2 separate regions of the Mus musculus genome follow, and region 2 is linked to region 1. A link is a contact called in public promoter capture Hi-C data. All regions are on one chromosome and are shown on one strand. The core of a region is the stretch at or near the end of the contact, and the rest is flanking DNA. Distances in the headings are between cores, read along the strand shown. Region 1 holds the start of Pdia5 (protein disulfide isomerase associated 5). Region 2 overlaps Slc49a4 (solute carrier family 49 member 4).

Region 1 (3,946 bases), core at 386-2,885:
TCAATAAGGCCCCAGGGGCTCTCCCTTGGCAGACTCTCCCTCTCAGAGATGTGACCTCTCCCTGTGGGGACTCTCCACCTCAGATAATGTATGGCTCTCCTGTGGCAGGCTGGCAGCAGTTAGGGTATTAGCTCTTGTCCTTCGAACAGTATTTGCTCACAGGATTGACTGCTGTTCAGCCGAGGGCAACACCTGAAGGCAGGCGCAGAGTGTAGTTTGCTCCCCACCCAAAATTCAACCCGGTGGCAAACAATGTGGTTGATAAATGTTTACAGAGTAAAAGGTCAGTCCCCTGGGCTCTTGTTTTTACTGAAGGGAGGGAAAAAGGAAGAAAGCAAAACCCTCCTCCCTCAGAGTTCAAGGACTGACATCCTGATGGGAGTCAGCCCAACTGGCTCCAGGAAACTTATGTCAAACATCATGGCACACCACCAGCACCCCAAAGCTTCGCGGTAACCTACTAGATCTCTCCTAGACGGAGGATGCAGAACTGGGAACAGGGAGCTTCCTTTGACACCTTCTTCCACATAACAGAAAACTCGATGTCACTCCTTTAACTGGTGATCCCAAAGGACAGGGCACTGCGGAGTTCAAGCGTTTAGATCTAATCACCCCTCCCTTTCCACCACACCCCCCCCCATCTGCCCAGCATCCTTGCCACACCCAAAGGGAAAACAGTGGAGTGGTAGGGGCAAGTAAGTCTTCCGAACTTGGTGATAGTGGCGGTGGCCATAAGGAGATGGACCCAACACAAGGGAGACAAGAAGTTACGAGAGAGATGTGGAAGAAGGCAACTACATCCTGTCACACACCCACAACCACACCTCAGCCCCAGGGGCAAACCCGTCCCCAGTCCCCACTTCTTCTCGGGGGATGCTTGTTCGGGAAAGTCCTCCCATCCCCACATAGTCTGCACCACGGTTCACCCCTCCTCCACTTCTGTATCACTCCGGTATCATTTTGCAGTCTCCGGAGCTGGTTCCACCGACTCCTCAGCCGACCCGTCTGACAACCTCCTTAGCGGGTATCTTTACGGTTTCCCATCTCATAGAAGGAACGCAGACACGTTTACAGATCCAGGGCGCCACACACACAGCTCGAAAGTGGCCGGGGCTGGAGCCGGCATCACCGTGGGAGCAGAACTCTTGGAGGTGGTGACCCCACCCAACCCGTCACGCGCCCTTTCTCCGGGGGTCCAACCCACGAGCAAGTGTTCCTGCTGCGCAAGTGGAAGGCAGCCTCCACCCCACACTCACACAGGTGCAAGCACCGCCCGGGGAGTCCTGCTTAGGCTAAGGACATCCCAGACCTGCGTCCCCGCAAAGTTGTGCGGGAGCGCGAACCCGGAGAGAGGGATCACCCGGCCCGGCCCCAGTGGAGAGCAGAGGACCAAAGACCCTATTGCCACCCGGCGAGCACGCCCCCAACCAACCCGGACCGCGCGCTCCCACGGCCATGCGGGACGCACGTGTCGCCGGCCCACAGCCTCACCCCAATCGCCAGTAGCAGCCCCCACGCCCGCGCCATCCCCGCCGCCTCCTGCCGTCTGCACCCGGCTCCCGCGCACGCCTGCCAGCTCCACCTCGGCCAACAGCTACGGCCACTTCACAGCCGCTCCCCGCCTCCGAGTTCCCGGTGCCACGTCTGCCAAAGCATGCGCACCAGGCTAGGAGAGGCGGCCCGGGAAGGAGCCTGCCGGGAGTTGTAGTTCACGAGAAGCTCGGGATGCCTCTGCCTCGGACTTTGCCTGAGGACGCAGAGTAGCAGCTGTGAGGATGGGGGGCAGGGAGGCTGGGGAGTAGGGACAGTTGTTCACTAAGGAGCCTTGCTCTGTGCCCGCAGAATCAGAACCAACAACTCACTCTGCCCCCAGAAGTTAGTTTCCCCACCCCGAGGATTAGCAGGCAACCCAGAGAATTCCAGTCATTTGACTGTAGGTACTAATTGTAAAGTCTATGATGGCCTGTGGAGGATGGAAAATGCCATCTGCTCCCGAGGCTTTTTTTTTCCCCTTGACAAAACATTATTGAGGTGTCGGGAAAACAATTTAGAGAGCCCAAAAAATATTAAGTATAGATCACCACACTATCCCCTTACTCCTTAACCATATACTCAAAAGAATCGAAAAGTGTGTTCAAGTAGTACTAGCACACCAATGTTCCTAGCAGCGCTGTTTATGATAGTCAAAGAAGAAAGAAAGGAAGAAAGAAAGAAAGAAAGAAAGAAAGAAAGAAAGAGTGAGTCTAAATATCCTCAAAAGACAAATACAGAAAATGTGATATACACCGGTACAACGGAATACTATTCATCCAATAAAAAGAAATTCACACAACCATGTTAACAAATATCAAAAATATATGATGCTGATTCTTAAAAAGCCAAATGCAAAATGTTGTATATTGTATGATTGCATTTATATAAAATATACAAAAATTGGAAAAAATGGTTTTGGTTTTGTTTTTTTTTTTTTGGTTTGTTTGTTTGCATTTTGTGTAAACAGATTACTCTGACCTGGGGAATGGAGGAAAGGAATTTCAGTTCAGAAATCCATTGATGAGGATGAAAATCTTTCAGAGCTAGATAAAAGGGGAAGCAGCACAGCATTATGAATGTATTAAATGCCACCAAACTGTATCATTTAAATAGTTAATTGATGTTAAATGAATGCTAATTACCTGAACAAAAAATGTAAAATGGGAGCTGGACAATGGGTACATTATTTAGGAGCACTTGCTGCTGTTGGCTCCCACATAGCAACTAACAACCATCCTGTAACCCCAATTCCAGGGTATCTGATCTCCAAGGGCACAAGATATGATTGTGGTACTCCTACATATGGGTAGGGTGGTGCACGCCTTTAATCCCAGCACTCGGGAGGTAGAGGCAGGCGGATTTCTGAGTTCGAGACCAGCCTGGTCTATAAAGTGAGTTCCAGGACAGCCAGGGCTATACAGAGAAACCCTGACTCGAAAAACCCAAAAAACAAACAAACAAAAACCAACAACAAAAAAAAAAAAAAAAAACACCCATAGACATAAGACAGGTCTTTTATGTACAACAAAACAAAAAATCCTCTTTTGAATCCTCTTTGTCACGCGCACCATCAGCTTGTCACTTCATTTAGGAATGTTTGTTGGACAACTACTCCGTCATAAGGATGCAAATGGAGAATAATAAAATGGACAGAGGAAGTGCACATTGAGGAGTTGGGAGATATTCCCTGAATAAACGTTGCCAGCTGTCTAAAGCCTCTCTCATCCCCCAGTTTCCAGGTGTCTACTCCTTACCTTTAGTGCATACCCATTGTTAGTCTTTAGCTGTCTTGCCTTCCAGAAACACTGTGTGTAAACAAACACACAAGCCTACATCACTTTGTGTCAGGAGTGCTCACAGCATCACAGTAGCAACCATCACATTGTACATGGGAGCTAACTGCCACATTGTAGCAACCATCTCATTGTTTCATCAATGTTATTCAGGAAATTGTTGCATGTGCTGCTTTGGGGTAAGTCCCCAGAGATAGGGCTGTGTCCTAAGTCACTTGCTTTTATTGATTATGAAGATGACTTGGGTAATTAGCCCAACAGAGAGTTGCATCTTAAGTAGAGACTGCTGATGTAGTCCTTAGGCCAGCTGAAATGGAACTTGTGGAGGTGGAAGACTATGCAGAATAACCTGACCCAGGAACAATTGCTGCTCCTGACCTGCAGGCTCCAAGTTCCGTCTCTCGGTCAGGCTAAAGTCTCAAGGCCATACACACCTAGCTGTCATTCTTGGCTCACCCCTTCTCAAGAGACCCATCTAAGTCCTTACTGTGTTCTGTTAATTCTACTTCCAAAATACAGGCATTCTGTCACACCTGCTGTCACTAGTGTGCCCCACTTGGTGAAGGTAACAGCAGTCTCTGTGCCTGCTATTCCTAATGATCCATACGGTATTGTCACTT
Region 2 (3,946 bases), core at 500-2,999, 210 kb after region 1:
TCTGAGGCAGGGGAGCACCTGCATCTCCATGCTGAAGACCATTTACAGCTGAGGCTCAGGGGACAGAGGTGGGGTAGGGGGTGGGGTTAAGGGTGGCAGAGGGGGGTTTCTTAAACATTTAATCTAAGTTGTAAAGCCAACAAACTTTCTGACTTTCTGAGCTCTGTATCAAAGAATATAACTGAATGATACCCAATCCACTGAAATGTTTGCATTCTTTATCTGTTTGGCTGAGCAGTTTCCTAAAAACCTTCCCATTGATTCTCCCCAGAGGAGGGAGAAATACACACCAGGAGGCAGGACTGCGCAAGACTCCCTTGTAAGAGCAGCATCTACCACACAGCAGCCTTATCCACACTGCCAATCTGAAGCTCAAGTGCCACATTTCACTCTGCTTGGGCTCTGCACAGCACTTCCACACAAGCTCTATGCACCACGTCAACCCTGCACAGCACTTCCACACAAGCTCTATGCACCACGTCAACCCTGCACAGCACTTCCACACAAGCTCTATGCACCACGCCAACCCTGCACAGCACTTCCACACAAGCTCTATGCACCACGCCAACCCTGCACAGCACTTCCACACAAGCTCTATGCACCACGCCAACCCTGCACAGCACTTCCACACAAGCTCTATGCACCACGCCAACCCTGCACAGCACTTCCACACAAGCTCTATGCACCACGCCAACCCTGCACAGCACTTCCACACAGGCCCTGTGCACCATGCCAACCCTGCACAGCACCTCTGCACTGGCCCTGTGCACCATGCCAACCCTGCACAGCACCTCTGCACTGGCCCTGTGCACCATGCCAACCCTGCACAGCACCTCTGCACTGGCCCTGTGCACCATGCCAACCCTGCACAGCACCTCTGCACTGTTGGTTCATCTTCTGTCCTTCTCCCAGAAGCTGCTAACCTCTTCCCTTTTCTTTCTCAATGTCACCATGCTTACAGTTTGATCATCTACAAGCATCATCTCCAGAACCTCCAGCGCCAACCAGCGTTCAACAAAACTATCTCTGTTCTCCCAGTGAGCATCCAGGGGGCACCCCAGATCCTGCCAATGGCCTGTTCCCTGCACTCTACAGGGAGTACCACCAACCTCCCAGACATACCCCGTCCCAATCTAACACCACAGCACTCTCCTTCTTAGGTGTAACATCCCTGGTCCACACCTGCTGATCCTTCCCATTAGTGATGCTTTCCGCCTCAGCCAGGTCCCTGGATCTTCTGAATGACACTATAGACTCAAATTCTGACAGCCACTTCAAAATCTTTATGCATTTAGACAAAACTCGCTGCTGCACTTAGACCAAATACAGCACAAAAGACAAACTTCAGAATATAAATCGGATTGCATTTGAGAGCACATGGAGGATGGCAGCCTCCCCCCACTGCTTTTTTCTGTGATGTTTTTAGAATAAGGCATCACTGCACTGTCACAGTTCATCAAGGGTCTCAGAGGAACAGTCCCCTCACAGTAGGGAACAAGCACCGTTCTCTTTAGAAGCTGACCTTGCAAACCCCAGGTCAGAAAAATACTACAGAATCTCTGATTCGGTTTCATGTAATGCCCAACTGAAAGGCTCTGTGGCCCAGAGCTCCACATACGCCGGTGGCCTCACGCTGGAGGCAACCACGGGGGGAAGCCATCCTCAGGCAAGGCACTGAGTGTACATGCTCATGTCGGGGAGTTGCACAGCTTTGAAAAATTATCCGACGCAGGCACCACACAGCTTGGTGTGGGCGGGAAAGAACCTTGTCAAGGAAGCGGAGGACTTTCTGAGAGGAGAGCTAAACTCAGCTCACTGTGATCAAAGCCAGGTTGTAGGCACACACGGGACACACGTCTGTCATTGTCACTTAGGAGAGCAAGGTGGGAGGCTGGCTAGGGCCCTGGAGTCTGAGACAAGCCTGGTGAATACAGTGAGCCTAAATCTCAAACCAACTAACCAACCAACCAACCAAACCAATTCCAGGCTTTCTTAAAAACCAATAAAGTAGGACTTTGAAGAGAGCAATAATAAATAGCTGAACCTCACATCTACTCCATAGGCAAGTATTCATCTTAAAGTTGCTGAATTACGCTGCTTCCACACTGGCTTTATGGAAGATCACTGAGTTCATTGTATAAAATATTTAGGACTCTGGGCTGCAGGACTAGGAGACATTTGAGGAAATCACTTTACAAAGTTTTTAGATTTGCAGTTTATCCTAAAGTCCTAAAGCCTGTGGCACTTTGCTGCAGGATTTGTAGGGCCAGGACAGCTAACCTCGGATGGAGGGATTTCAACTCGGGTCACACTGCTAAGCAAGCTGTGTCCATGGTCTTGACATATTCACAGGGCTCACTTCTCTACAAGAGAAGCCTGCTCATTTACACCATAGCATCAATGAGTTAACTACCAAGAAGGAACAAAACACGCCTCCAGAGCGTGTGCACTGTGCTCCCTCACATACCTACCCGCACATCCACTACCCACATGCGGGCATTTACTGAAAGTTCTCTGTCTGCAAATCATCTTGGTGGACTAAATTAATTATTACTGCACGTTTCATTTGCTCACAGCAGCCAAGAGGTTAGGCAGGAACCCTATACCAGCTGTTCACATATGAGTAAGAACACATGATTAGAATTCGGCTAATAAGAGGACCGTGTTCTCCTCTCAGCCAGAACAATTCTTGTTGTAACCAGGGCAGGTAAGAGATAGGAGAAACGGTGCTTGGTACTTTTCTGGCCACTATGCATGAGTCCCAGCTACAGCACAACAGGTGTCAATCTCTGATGAATCTACCACTGGCTGTTGCTGGCAGCTGGGCAGTGGTGGTGCTCGCCTTTGATCCCAGCACTCAGGAGGCAGAGGCAGGCAGATCTCTGAATCTGAGGCCAGGCTGGTCTACAGAGTGAGTTCCAGGACAGCCAGGGCTACATGGAGAAACCCTGACTCAACAATCCCCCAAGCCCCTCCTCCCCAACAAAACAAAACAAAACAAAACAAAACAAAACCCTGCTGCTGGACCTAGAGGAGCAGCGGATACCAAATACCCAGTGTTCTTCTGCAGTAAGACAGTATGGAAACGTGGCCTGAGTCTTCCATGGCCATGTGTGGTGCTGAACCTTTGAGAGGTGAGCTCCTGTGGGAAACTCTGACTGCCCCTCCCTAGTCTTCGTCATCTTGCCCTGTGATCTTTCTCGCCATGCCCTAAGAGATCTTCATCAGAGCTGGTACATCATCATGCAAGGACCGTCTAAAACAGTGAGTGAAACTAAACTCTCCTTAACAAAGAGTCCAACGGGTGTGTGTGTGTGTGTGTGTGTGTGTGTGTGTGTAACTGAGTAGGACGCAGTTCTAGAGTGCTGCGGTTATGGTGCCTTCCTGCTTTACACTGATCAATAATGTTATACCTAGAGCCAAGGAAAGAGAGTCATCGGGGAATAACATTATCCAACATCAGCTGCTGCGTTTAAATACTGTGAGGAAAGAAAGTATTTCTAGTTCACAGGAAAAAACCGTGTTCTGCATGGCTGCACAGACATTTAGTAAACCTGGGCCCATCAGCTGAAAAATTGTTTCTGTCGTGCTAGGGACACACACTAGTTCTGAAGCTTTGCCATGCAAAGGCGACAGACCCTCAATTTCCACTTCGACACAACTGAAGTGAATTAAAGCTGTAACACAGCAGATGCGAGGCTCTGTGTAGAAGGCAGATGTCCTCTCCCTAACAGGTGGTGTTTTCCGTACTGGAAGCAGAAGAGAAGAGGCAGTGACTGCACCAGTGCTCCTCCCTTGGTGGCCCGCTAAGCCCGCACCTGGTGTAGTGGAACCAAAGCCTTACCTGCAGCCCCGACTGACAGGGGCCATCTTGTTTGCTGTTAATCATGTTATAAAAATCCCTGTCATTTGGATACATTGTGCAGTTTGGAGAAGTTCAAGTTGC

What was found. Promoter capture Hi-C pulls out the DNA fragments that hold promoters and counts their contacts.
Region 2: a contact with region 1 is called in a promoter capture Hi-C map of hippocampal neurons, with 2.9 times the contacts expected there. The contact joins the enhancer-like site here to the promoter of Pdia5 in region 1. A contact is called at or near these places in 5 of 39 promoter capture datasets (3T3-L1-derived adipocytes, embryonic stem cells, hippocampal neurons and 2 more), 1 of 484 Hi-C or Micro-C datasets (the G1E-ER4 cell line), 5 of 115 datasets of contacts at active chromatin or transcription factors (all in embryonic stem cells) and 2 of 9 other capture datasets (adipose tissue and embryonic stem cells).

The regions. Positions count from the first base shown.
Region 1 is chr16:35,489,238-35,493,183 of GRCm38.p6, forward strand. Pdia5 (protein disulfide isomerase associated 5) reads right to left here and starts at 1,636. Exons shown (of 17, transcript NM_028295.1): 1 at 1,492-1,636. The coding sequence starts at 1,527.
Region 2 is chr16:35,700,237-35,704,182 of GRCm38.p6, forward strand. The region is part of intron 8 of Slc49a4 (solute carrier family 49 member 4); the gene reads right to left. Among named protein-coding and RNA genes, the nearest start is that of Gm25967, 20 kb to the right of the region's middle. Within about 2 kb of position 1,750, at least 7 of the 459 cell types and tissues checked have an H3K27ac peak or open chromatin away from gene starts, as enhancers often do. A contact at or near this core is called in hippocampal neurons, where this site is marked.